Regions from separate parts of the Bombyx mori genome. Here region 1 is linked to region 2. A link is a contact called in public Hi-C data. All regions are on one chromosome and are shown on one strand. The core of a region is the stretch at or near the end of the contact, and the rest is flanking DNA. Distances in the headings are between cores, read along the strand shown.

What was found. Hi-C and Micro-C count contacts between places; a contact is called where the count stands out from the background.
Region 1: a Hi-C map of whole pupa shows a contact between it and region 2, with 2.2 times the contacts expected there. The contact joins the promoter of LOC101742049 here to the enhancer-like site in region 2. A contact is called at or near these places in 2 of 7 Hi-C or Micro-C datasets (both in whole pupa).

What each region holds. Positions count from the first base shown.
Region 1 is chr22:16,747,699-16,752,619 of ASM3026992v2, forward strand. It overlaps LOC101742049 (arrestin homolog), which reads right to left and starts at 2,368. Exons shown (of 6, transcript XM_004924236.5): 1 at 1,890-2,368; 2 at 1,602-1,808; 3 at 1,387-1,518; 4 at 957-1,308; 5 at 672-866; 6 at 135-599. The coding sequence starts at 2,078. The coding sequence ends at 451. It overlaps LOC101742196 (peroxisomal targeting signal 2 receptor), which reads left to right and starts at 2,387. Exons shown (of 8, transcript XR_005246006.2): 1 at 2,387-2,549; 2 at 2,615-2,828; 3 at 4,550-4,732.
Region 2 is chr22:16,703,978-16,708,938 of ASM3026992v2, forward strand. LOC101742676 reads left to right here. Exons shown (of 5, transcript XM_004924240.5): 3 at 1,409-1,575; 4 at 2,518-2,710; 5 at 3,881-4,961. The coding sequence ends at 4,034. Among protein-coding and RNA genes, the nearest start is that of CPR78, 13 kb to the right of the region's middle. Within about 2 kb of position 1,489, at least 4 of the 8 cell types and tissues checked have open chromatin away from gene starts, as enhancers often do.

The sequences.
Region 1 (4,921 bases), core at 1,118-3,617, 45 kb after region 2:
GTAACAAAGGCGTATGCAAATGTTGTGTTGAATACGCTAAACGCAATCATGTTATCAGTATCGTGTTAGATACAGTAGTCGCTAGTTCGTCCTTGAATTGAGGTTGTTAGGATTTTATGTGAAATTATAACCCGTTTTTCTGGTGATTTTTATTTTTAAATAGTTGGGACATACAATAAAGGTAAGATTTTTTTAATAAATAGATAATATTTTTATTAAAATAGATAGTATTTTTACTAAAGCGATTACTGATTTAGACATAGCTATTCAAATTTGAAAGATCAAATACTTTATATTATTTGATAAATGTATGGATTTTTTTGATAAATAGGGTATATTTTGGTATGAAATGATAAATAATAATTGTGTAATGACTAGTGGTTTGTGAAAATCGATTGTGGATTATCGATGGCATGAAGGGATGCGGCTTTAAATTTAGCCTTCGCATATTTATTCGGGTTCATTCATTCGAAGACGAGCAAAATCCTCGAAAACAATGTTGTCTTCCTCTTCATTAGTGTAAAGAGTATTTTCATAGCGATGTCTCTCAATAGACTGCATCTTCTTCATTGCATTGAAACGTTGACGCTCAACAGTGCCTGTAAAATTACAGTAATTTAAGCTAGTTTCATGTAGCTAGTACTATTTTTCATAATTGATTCTATGGTTACCTTCAGCAGGATGCAGCAGTTTGAATGGCACATCAGTAACCAGTTCTCCTCCAAGAGTTCCACAGTTCAACTTCACTCGCACAGAGTAAGACACCACGATACCAATGGCGTCAGCAGGACATTTACCTTCAGCAACAAGAGTCGAACTAGCCAAGTTCACGTCGTCTTCTTTGAGATGGCCATCCAGGGCCACACCTGCAAAAATTTTGAAAATAATTACGAATTAGTTCAATCCAATGAAGCCGCTATCGCAAGTGATTTTCTGAAATTATTAATATTCTGTACCGCGGACATCCTTGCTGTTACGAGCCAAAGGTACCATGTAGAAAGTCTTAGATAGGCTAGCTCCAGGTGTCACGGGGCATCCTTCACGACTCTCAAGAGAAGCGACATGGCGGCTGAATTGAGAGTTGATCATCGTAATTTCGACATGCTGCACAACCATACATCTAATGTTACGGACGGATTTTCTTGAGTTGTTGGAAACGATCACGTTAGCTGCAATTTTCTCTCCATGATAGTAAATTTCACGATCCAGAGTTACTTCGAGATTAATCTTGCCATTGCTGAAGGTGAATCCTTTGCTGACCAGCGAGCTTGGAAGGCGACGTCCGCGAGTTATCGGAGCGTGTTGTAACTGAAATAAATAAAGTGAATCAGCTTAAATCATTTGAAAAATAACAATCTTTTATTTTGTTTCATGTTAGACAAATACTTTTTTAATAGCGAGAGTCACGGAGCTCCTCTTATGACTTTTCTGGTCTTCTTGCTCGGCAACATACGTTCTCACGGAGTAATCTACGCCCATTGGTTTGCCTTGATCTTCTTCAGCAGGTTGCAGTGTCACCTATCCGAATTAGATTTGTAAATTAACAAAGAACTGTTTGTTTAATTTATGCCCAATCTTTTTCTTTATACTTTTAAACTTACCGAGCTGGGTGCCATTTCAGGGAAATTAAAAGTGAAAGGATAAGCATTAGGACCAAGTTTCTTAAGCAACTTTTCTTGGACAGGTGTTAGTTCCATTTTGGAATTGACCAGAGGCACGACTTGTTCTTGTCCAATCACCATTTCCTTGGAAAATTTCACTCCCATCACTTCATCTTCCTCTCTACCGTAGCGGTATGTTGTCACCAACTGCATGATAGAAAATCCATCCAATTAATAAGCACGAACGAAATTTTAGCACTGCACAGAACACATTGCACTTTTTTGTACCTGACTATAAACTTTTCTGCCTTTCAGATATTCGGTGTCAACGACCACTACTCCATCGACAGGATCGCAATAATCCACATGATCAATGAAGTCGCGCTTGCCAAGGTAAACCGTGACTTTTCCATTTGGAGTTGTTTTCTTAAACACTTTAACAGCAACTACCAACACCAGAGATATAAGATCTAACATTTTGTATTGAATAAGAGATGAGATAAAATAAATAAATGTAAAATGAATTGAAAACGTATAAAAGATTGAATTATGGGATTGACTAGAATTTATTAAGTAGTGGAATGTATTGTTTGAAGCTGTCACCAGAAATGAGTGGTATAGGAAATTCCAGCTTATTTATACCGGTAATGTTAGGTTTCATGCAGATATAAGTAGTACTAATTGGATTTTAACTGTAAGCGATCTAACAAGATTATCATTGACGCATACTCTTTCCTAATCGATAATGTTACCCCAACACTTCCCAAACGAAGAGTACGTCACTCAAATGACGTTTTGTTTGACAAGAACAGAATCAAAAGGTTATGTTTCGATTTGAACTATTTAATTTTATTTAACATTTATGAGAGCAATAAAAGTACTTATTAGAATTCGATAGAAAACCAATACGATTGCTATGAATAGGGTGAACAATGTAAAATAGTAAAAGTAAGTTATTATTATTTAAATATAAAAAAACAGAATCATTTTTTATTTAATAAATTTTTGTTTAGCTATACTCTCAGCATGCCAACATTTCTGACGCCTGGTCGTCATGGATATAGCGTCAGGTTCTCTCGGACTCGGCCTGATGCACTGGCAGTTGCCACCAGCCAGTATTACGGATTGGCAGGCGGAGGAACCTTGTTCTTCTTAGAGCTTGCTCCTGATGGCGGGACCTTGATCGAAGTTCAGAAATTAGAGTGGAGCGATGGACTTTTCGATGTGGTAAATAGCTTAACAGAAATTTCAAGTAAATAAATAAGGAATTTTAATCTTTTAATCCATAGTATCTTAAGGAAATTGTAAGTGTATCATTCATCCACACCATAGAAGTTCAACAAATAATACCTTATTTTTTAAGTGCCTGCTTACAGTTTTTTCTATAAAAATAAGAATTGAATCTTAAACTTGACAAGGGCAATTCTGACATGGCAAGAAGCTGATTGCCATTTTGAACTGAAACAGAACTAAGTTTTTTGTTTTCTACATTTTAAGACCTATTCCACATGACCAAATATAGTGGATAGATTCGAAATTCAAATATTAAATCAGAAATAAAAAAACGAAGGATGTAAATTTTTATTGTGTTGGATAAGTTCATCCGATGATGGCTTACCTCTCTTGCTTAATGGTTATCGGGGCCTTTGAATTAATATTCCGAATAATGTACCCTGAGACAACAGCATAAAGTTTCAATTATATTATTGTTGCCTACTCTGTAGCAGTTTAGGCAGGAAAGTACCTATCTGTGTTACTATGCTATATTATGACCAATAGATAAACTTTCTTCAATCATTTTCAAAATTAAGAAAATGCAATCAAATCTAAAATGAAAAAAAATTTGTCTTAGTTTGTTTCGCCAAAGAATGAATCTTAGATTAATGAATGATACTAGTTTCACAAACACATTAACGGTCACACGAGGAAGCCATGTAAGTCACTTACGTGTAAAATTGTTTTCATTGCCACTAACAGGATCACATATAATACATTTAGATAGCGGTAAAATTACTCGAAGAAAGGTTAATTTGAGTTATGTATAAGATAAAATTACCCTTGTTTGTTATGTTTAAAAGGGGTGTTTTGCTTGACCAATTTTAACATTAATTCTGTAATATTGCAAAGTTCTCATTAAGCTCGTGCTTTAAGTTTTGTTCAATTAATTTATTATAGATTTAAAGCTTTTAGTGTTGACATAACACATTCATTTATATAACTATTCTTTTACGATTTGAGAAATTTAAATCTTATTACTTCAGGTATAGTCTATGGCAGAGTAGTATCAAAGTTAGTAAAAAAATGGATGTAGTGAACCCATATCCATCTATAAAATATGTGAGCATAGCTGGATTCGCTAGTTGTTAATTTTACAACAAAGTATGAGCATGTATACTTTAGTCCTGATTGTTATTAAGACATCATAGTGGGATCTTCACTTTTGCAGGCTGCTATTTATTTAATTACATTTGAGATCTTTTACTGTATTTTTCATGTCATAATATTTCAAATTGCAAATACTACTGGAAAGGTGTAGGTGAAGAAACTATGTTCATTTTGTTTCATTACAAAAATGAATACTCATACAATGGAGAGGATGGATACCTACTCATAAATCGTTGAGAGGCAGAGTTGATAGCGGTGGGCAGCAGCTTAGCTCTGCCCCTGGCATTGCTGAAGTCCATGGGCGACGGTAACCACTCACCATCAGGTGGGCCGTATGCTAGTCTGCCTTTTTTTTATTGCCCTTGTAGGCAGACGAGCATACAGCCCACCTGATGGTGAGTGGTTACCGTCGTCCATGGACTTCAGCAATGCCAGGGGCAGAGCCATCTAACCGCTGCCTACAAGGGCAATAAAAAAAAAGATTTATGATCACTGTGATCTACTGTGATTTCCGAAAATGTTAGAAATATTGTGAGACAACAGGCTACATGTTTCTTTTCCAGACTTGGTCAGGCAGCTCAGACAATACGGCTGCCTGTGGGGCCGGTGATGGCACAGTGATTGTTTGGAGGGTCGGTTGTGCAGCTCCTTTGAGAGTTCTCCGGGCGCATACCAGTGAAGTGTGTTCCGTTGATTGGCCCAGAGGCCATTTGCTGAGCGCCAGTTGGGATACAACCGTCAAACTTGTGAGCATATATTTAAAACTTTTCTCAATGCTAAATTTTGTAACATGCTATTTCACATTAACAGAATAACTGAGTGCTCGATTCGTTTTGCTAGGATAGAAAGAGATGATAGATAAATTGTCAAATAGGCCTTATTTTTGTTTATTTTTTAATATTTGGCATAGGAACCTGACTTTTTATCCATAGCAT
Region 2 (4,961 bases), core at 239-2,738:
GACACTCCGTATCAAAGCTTGCAATCTGAATGAGAAAAAATAAATAGCTAACTAAGTAGATGGGTATTTATATTACTAGTCTAGGTTTTTAGCATAAGCATTTACTAGGTCGGGCAAGCAAATTTGACTGAAGTGGTGGATATCCTAATAAATTCCGGTAATTAATGTTCATTTACCGATCTAAAAAAATGTGGCATCTACCAAAAACTTTCAAACAATCGAATCGAAAAACAAGATGGCGAACAGAATAAACGAACGCGCCAAATCAAGTTCACGTTCCGTTACGCATTGTAAACGTCGAGAACGACATTAGTGTAATTACGACAAGTGCAAGGAAGTTGCGGACAAGCGCTGAGAACGTTCCCACAGTATCGTACTGAAATGGAGTAACGGGTTTTAGATTGCATTGTCATGTTTGCTTGTATGTTCGGCTTGGATGAACACGGTGAATTCGTAGTTAATATTTTTGAGGCTGGAGTGATGTCGTTGAAAGGAGAGAGCTGTTCTAAATTTTGAAAGAAAATTTCGTCTGAAGCCTTTTTGTTTATGTAAGATGGCCGGTGAATTTAGTGGCGCGACTATTATAGCCTTCAGATGCTAAGTCAAGGCAGGTATCATTTTTTTAATAAATAAATAAAACCTAATTAAAACGAACAATTTTTATGAAAGAATAAAAATCGAGCACTAAAAGTAAAATCGAAAAGTTTTTTTGATTTTGCGTAATCTGGTTGTTGATTTTGCTATATGCGAAAATTTGTGTCCACGTCTGTGGCGGCAGCGACATTCAAGCGAACTGATATTGTCGGCTCTTGTAGTCGTTTAAATATAGCTGAAAAAAGTCTAGAAGTAAGATTATTTCAATTATCCTTTTGATGATTATATACCTATTTATTTATCTACTAATATATATAAATAAATAAAAACCCGTTTTAATAACATTTCCAACCAAACTAGTGAGGCCAAAGTAATTAAATTACTGTTTGTATACCGATCCATCAGTTTTGAAGTCGGTAAACTTATATTGAAAGATTTCGTTTGGTGGATGTTTTCCGACGGGTTCGATTTTCGGTCGTAGAAAGTATCGTCAAAGATGAAACATATTATGTTATCGGCGTTAGGATATATTTATACTTAATACAATAAAAAAAAACCTGCTAGATACGAAACCTTCACAAGTATTCTAGCTCATTTTTTCTCAGGGTAAAACCTGTATGGGCTTACCTCTTTTTAGCCCCTGACTATCAGTAATGGCTAGCTCTTTCAAAATTATTCTCAATTAAGTCACCACCTATATGATACTGATCCGATCTATGTGGGCACAGAATATGATCTACCATACAATACAAGCTTCCATAGTAAAGAGCAATTTTAAAATACTAACCTGGCATTTTGTCCGTGAATGTTACAGACATCTTATAAACCGAGCCATCAAATCTGGTCCTTGGAGTCAGTCGTCCCGACAGGGGAGAGCCGCGCGGACACTGGACCCAGCCATCATGAGACGAGCGCTCCTGGACGCTCATAGCTCGTATTCTGAAGGCTCGACTAGCGCTCAGACTGCTAATAATAGAACCGGTAAGTTTTTTTTTTGTTGCTTAGATGGGTGGACGAGCTCACAGCCCACCTGGTGTTAAGTGGTTACTGGAGCCCATAGACATCTATAACGTAAATGCGCCACCTACCTTGAGACATGAGTTCTAAGGTCTCAGTATATTTACAACGGCTGCCCCACCCTTCAAACCGAATCGCATTACTGCTTCACGGCAGAAATAGGCAGAGTGGCGGACTCACAAGAGGTCCTACCACCAGTAAAAACTTTGTTATTATGCGAAACAATCGTTTGGCAGATAAATCGGCCCACTGAGTTTCTCGCCGGATCTTCTCAGTGGGTCGCGATTCCGATCCGGTGGTAGATTTTGCGAAGTACTGCACTTGCTAGGGCTAGTGTTAGCAAACTCTCTCAGGTTCAGCCCGTGAGCTCACCTACCCGTAGGTAAAAAAAAGCGGATAAATATTTTATATTCGAAGTAGGGAAGTACAGGAAGGATACTACAATGAGAAATTGATTAAAAGTAACACTTCCAAAACGGAAATTTTTTTTAAAGCTATTTTTTTCGATTAGCTTTTACGTAAACTACAGGGAGAAGAAAGATAATGGCTCGAGAAACTCTGCATAACGGATAAAGTGGAAGTAAAGAAACTTCAAGGACCTACGCGCTAGAGCGATAAAATCCAAGCGACGCTCAACTCTTAAAGTGTGTGCTGTCCGTATTTTGGTTATATATAGAAGTCACGACTCTCTGTCCAATATGAAAGATCCTTTAAGAATTCCGGGCCAAGCTGAGCGAAAACTAGACCACTGACTTGAAGACCCAATTGTTTTGAAATAACAACCATCTCATCCAACATTATGCGTTATTACTGTATAAAGAAAAAAAATCTTTAAAAGTAGAAGAAGAATAAGAAGTAAGAAGAGTAAGAAGAAATGTTTTAAAAGTAGAGCCATTTGTTTTTCAGGTCGAGCGGTTAATTTACCAACGATACCGTCGTCCGCACAAGCCGGTAACACCTGCGGCGGTGGCCGTCTCTGCAAGACCCGTTACAACACAACTGCTCCGATGTACGGGGTGTCTTTGACTTCTGGCCAACCGGTCACCATAGTTCAAAAGTTTCCGGATCTGCTTCAGCAGGTCGTCTTTGAAGTATGCGAGTGAGTATTTACTATGTTAATCTAATGGCAATATAAGAATTTCACGGTAAATCCACTTCGATAAAGCGGCACGACATGAGAACCCTCTCATCGTGGCCGCCGGTAACTACATTCACGATCCTGCGGAAAGAATGGAAAGCACTCGACGTCGCCCCAAACACGTCATTTCGGATCCTCCTGATCCACTAACGGTGCTTTTAGGTACCTCAAGCACCAGTCACCGTCCTCGTCGAACTCGTCGCAAGCGACGAAGCGCTCGGCGAGTAAATTAACCCTCAGACACAGCCCACTGAGTTTCTCGTCGGATCTTCTCAGTGCGTCGCGTTTCCGATCCGGTGGTAAATTCTGCGAAGCACGGATCTTGCTAGGGTTCGTGTTAGCAACGTCGTCAGGTTTGAGCCCCGTGAGCTCACTTACTAGTTAAGGTTCCGCTGAAGTAGCCTCTCAAGGCTATCAGCTTAGGTAGGAAAAATACACGGTAAACTCAAACACAACTTTTTTAATGCTAAACTAGACACATTTATCGTAATATCGACAGTTGTCACTAAAAAAATGCTCCAAACAAAATCGCAAAATCGATTCTAATTTCAAAATTTTTGTTTTGTTTCCTATCTAAACTTAGCCTGGTGTTAAGTGGTTACTGGAGCCCATAGACATCTACGACGTAAATGCCGCCACCCACCTTGAGATATGAGTTCTCAGGTCTCAATATAGTTACAACGTCTGCCCCGCCCTTCAGACCGAAACGCATTACTGCTTCACGGCAGAAATAGGCGGTGCGGTGGTACCTTATGGCGCGCACATGGCGGTACCTGGGTCCCCGCCCAGCCGGAGTGGAGGAGCACGTTGGGGCTTAGTCGGTAGTCGTTAAGCTGGGCGGGTTTGGCGAGAGCCGAACTTAGCCCAGCGCGCCTTTCTAAAGGCGTAGTCTCCTATGTCTTTTTCAACTGGAGGCGCGGAGTCCGACTCCCGTCGGCAGGCTATCCGTAAAGACTGGGATTCCCCACCGATACCAAAAAAAAGGACGGTGGTACCTACCCGTACGGACTCACAAGAGGTCCTACCACCACTAACTACTTACTTACTTATCTAGTGTCTCAAGAAATCATACTTCGATAATTACGATAAAAAATATATTTATTAGATATTAATTATAAATTCTCTTTACAGATCCAGCGAATGTTCAGTAATACGAGGCACGTGCACGCAGACGTACGTCCCCTATTTGTTCCTGGTCCTTCCCCTGGGGCCTGTGACCTTCACGGGACAAGACTACGTTCTGGTCGAGTCCGGATGCGTTTGTCGACCCAATCCAATGCCATAGATGCCTCCGTCAAAACACTTCGACTTACGGTTCGAAGGCTCAAGAGGGTAGTTTAAAATAACACGCGAATCGCTCAAAACGTTTGTTTGTTATGAATTAGTTAATACTCATTTCGAATTATTGGAATTAGAAAAGTGTGGACTGTTTGAATTGCAAGGGCCACTTGTGTTCCTTACCATCTTACTTACTACTCATGGCGCTGTGGTGACAGCTGTCTGTATGTGAGGTAAAAACTATCTCATCGCATACATTCATTGAAATATTTAATCAATCGAATCAACTTACAAATTACGAACAAAAAGACTTCGGATCGGCTTAGTTATCACAGAAACGGCTATAAATTATTCTCATCACAGAGTTCATGATGCAAATCACAAATACTAGAATAGAAATTCCGGTTGTGTTTATTATCAGGAGACCATAATTTCGAAGAAGTAATAATTTCAAAAATAACTTCGTAACGGTGGTAAGACCTCTTGTGAGTCCGCGCGGGTAGGTACCACCGCCCTGCCTATTTCTGCTGTGAAGCAGTAATGCGTTTCGGTTTGAAGGGTGGGGCAGCCGTCGTAACTATACTTGAGACCTTAGAAGTTATATTTCAAGGTGGGTGGCGCATTTACGTCGTAGATGTCTATGGGCTCCAGTATCCACTTCACACCAGGTGGGCTGTGAGCTTGTCCACTCATCTAATCAATAAATAAATAAAAACGTAAGTTGTAGCCGAAGTCCAAGTACCAGGAGACCATAAATGCAAAGAGCTCAATCACAATGAATGTCCGATATAGGTGACGCACTCTAAAGGAGGTGCTCCCAGTTCAATGTAAGCATCTTCGCGGATTCGTCGTACATTTTCAACATTTATTTCCTGTTTCTAATTATCAATTAAAAATCATTTACTCTCATTGACACACATAAATCTTGTTTTCC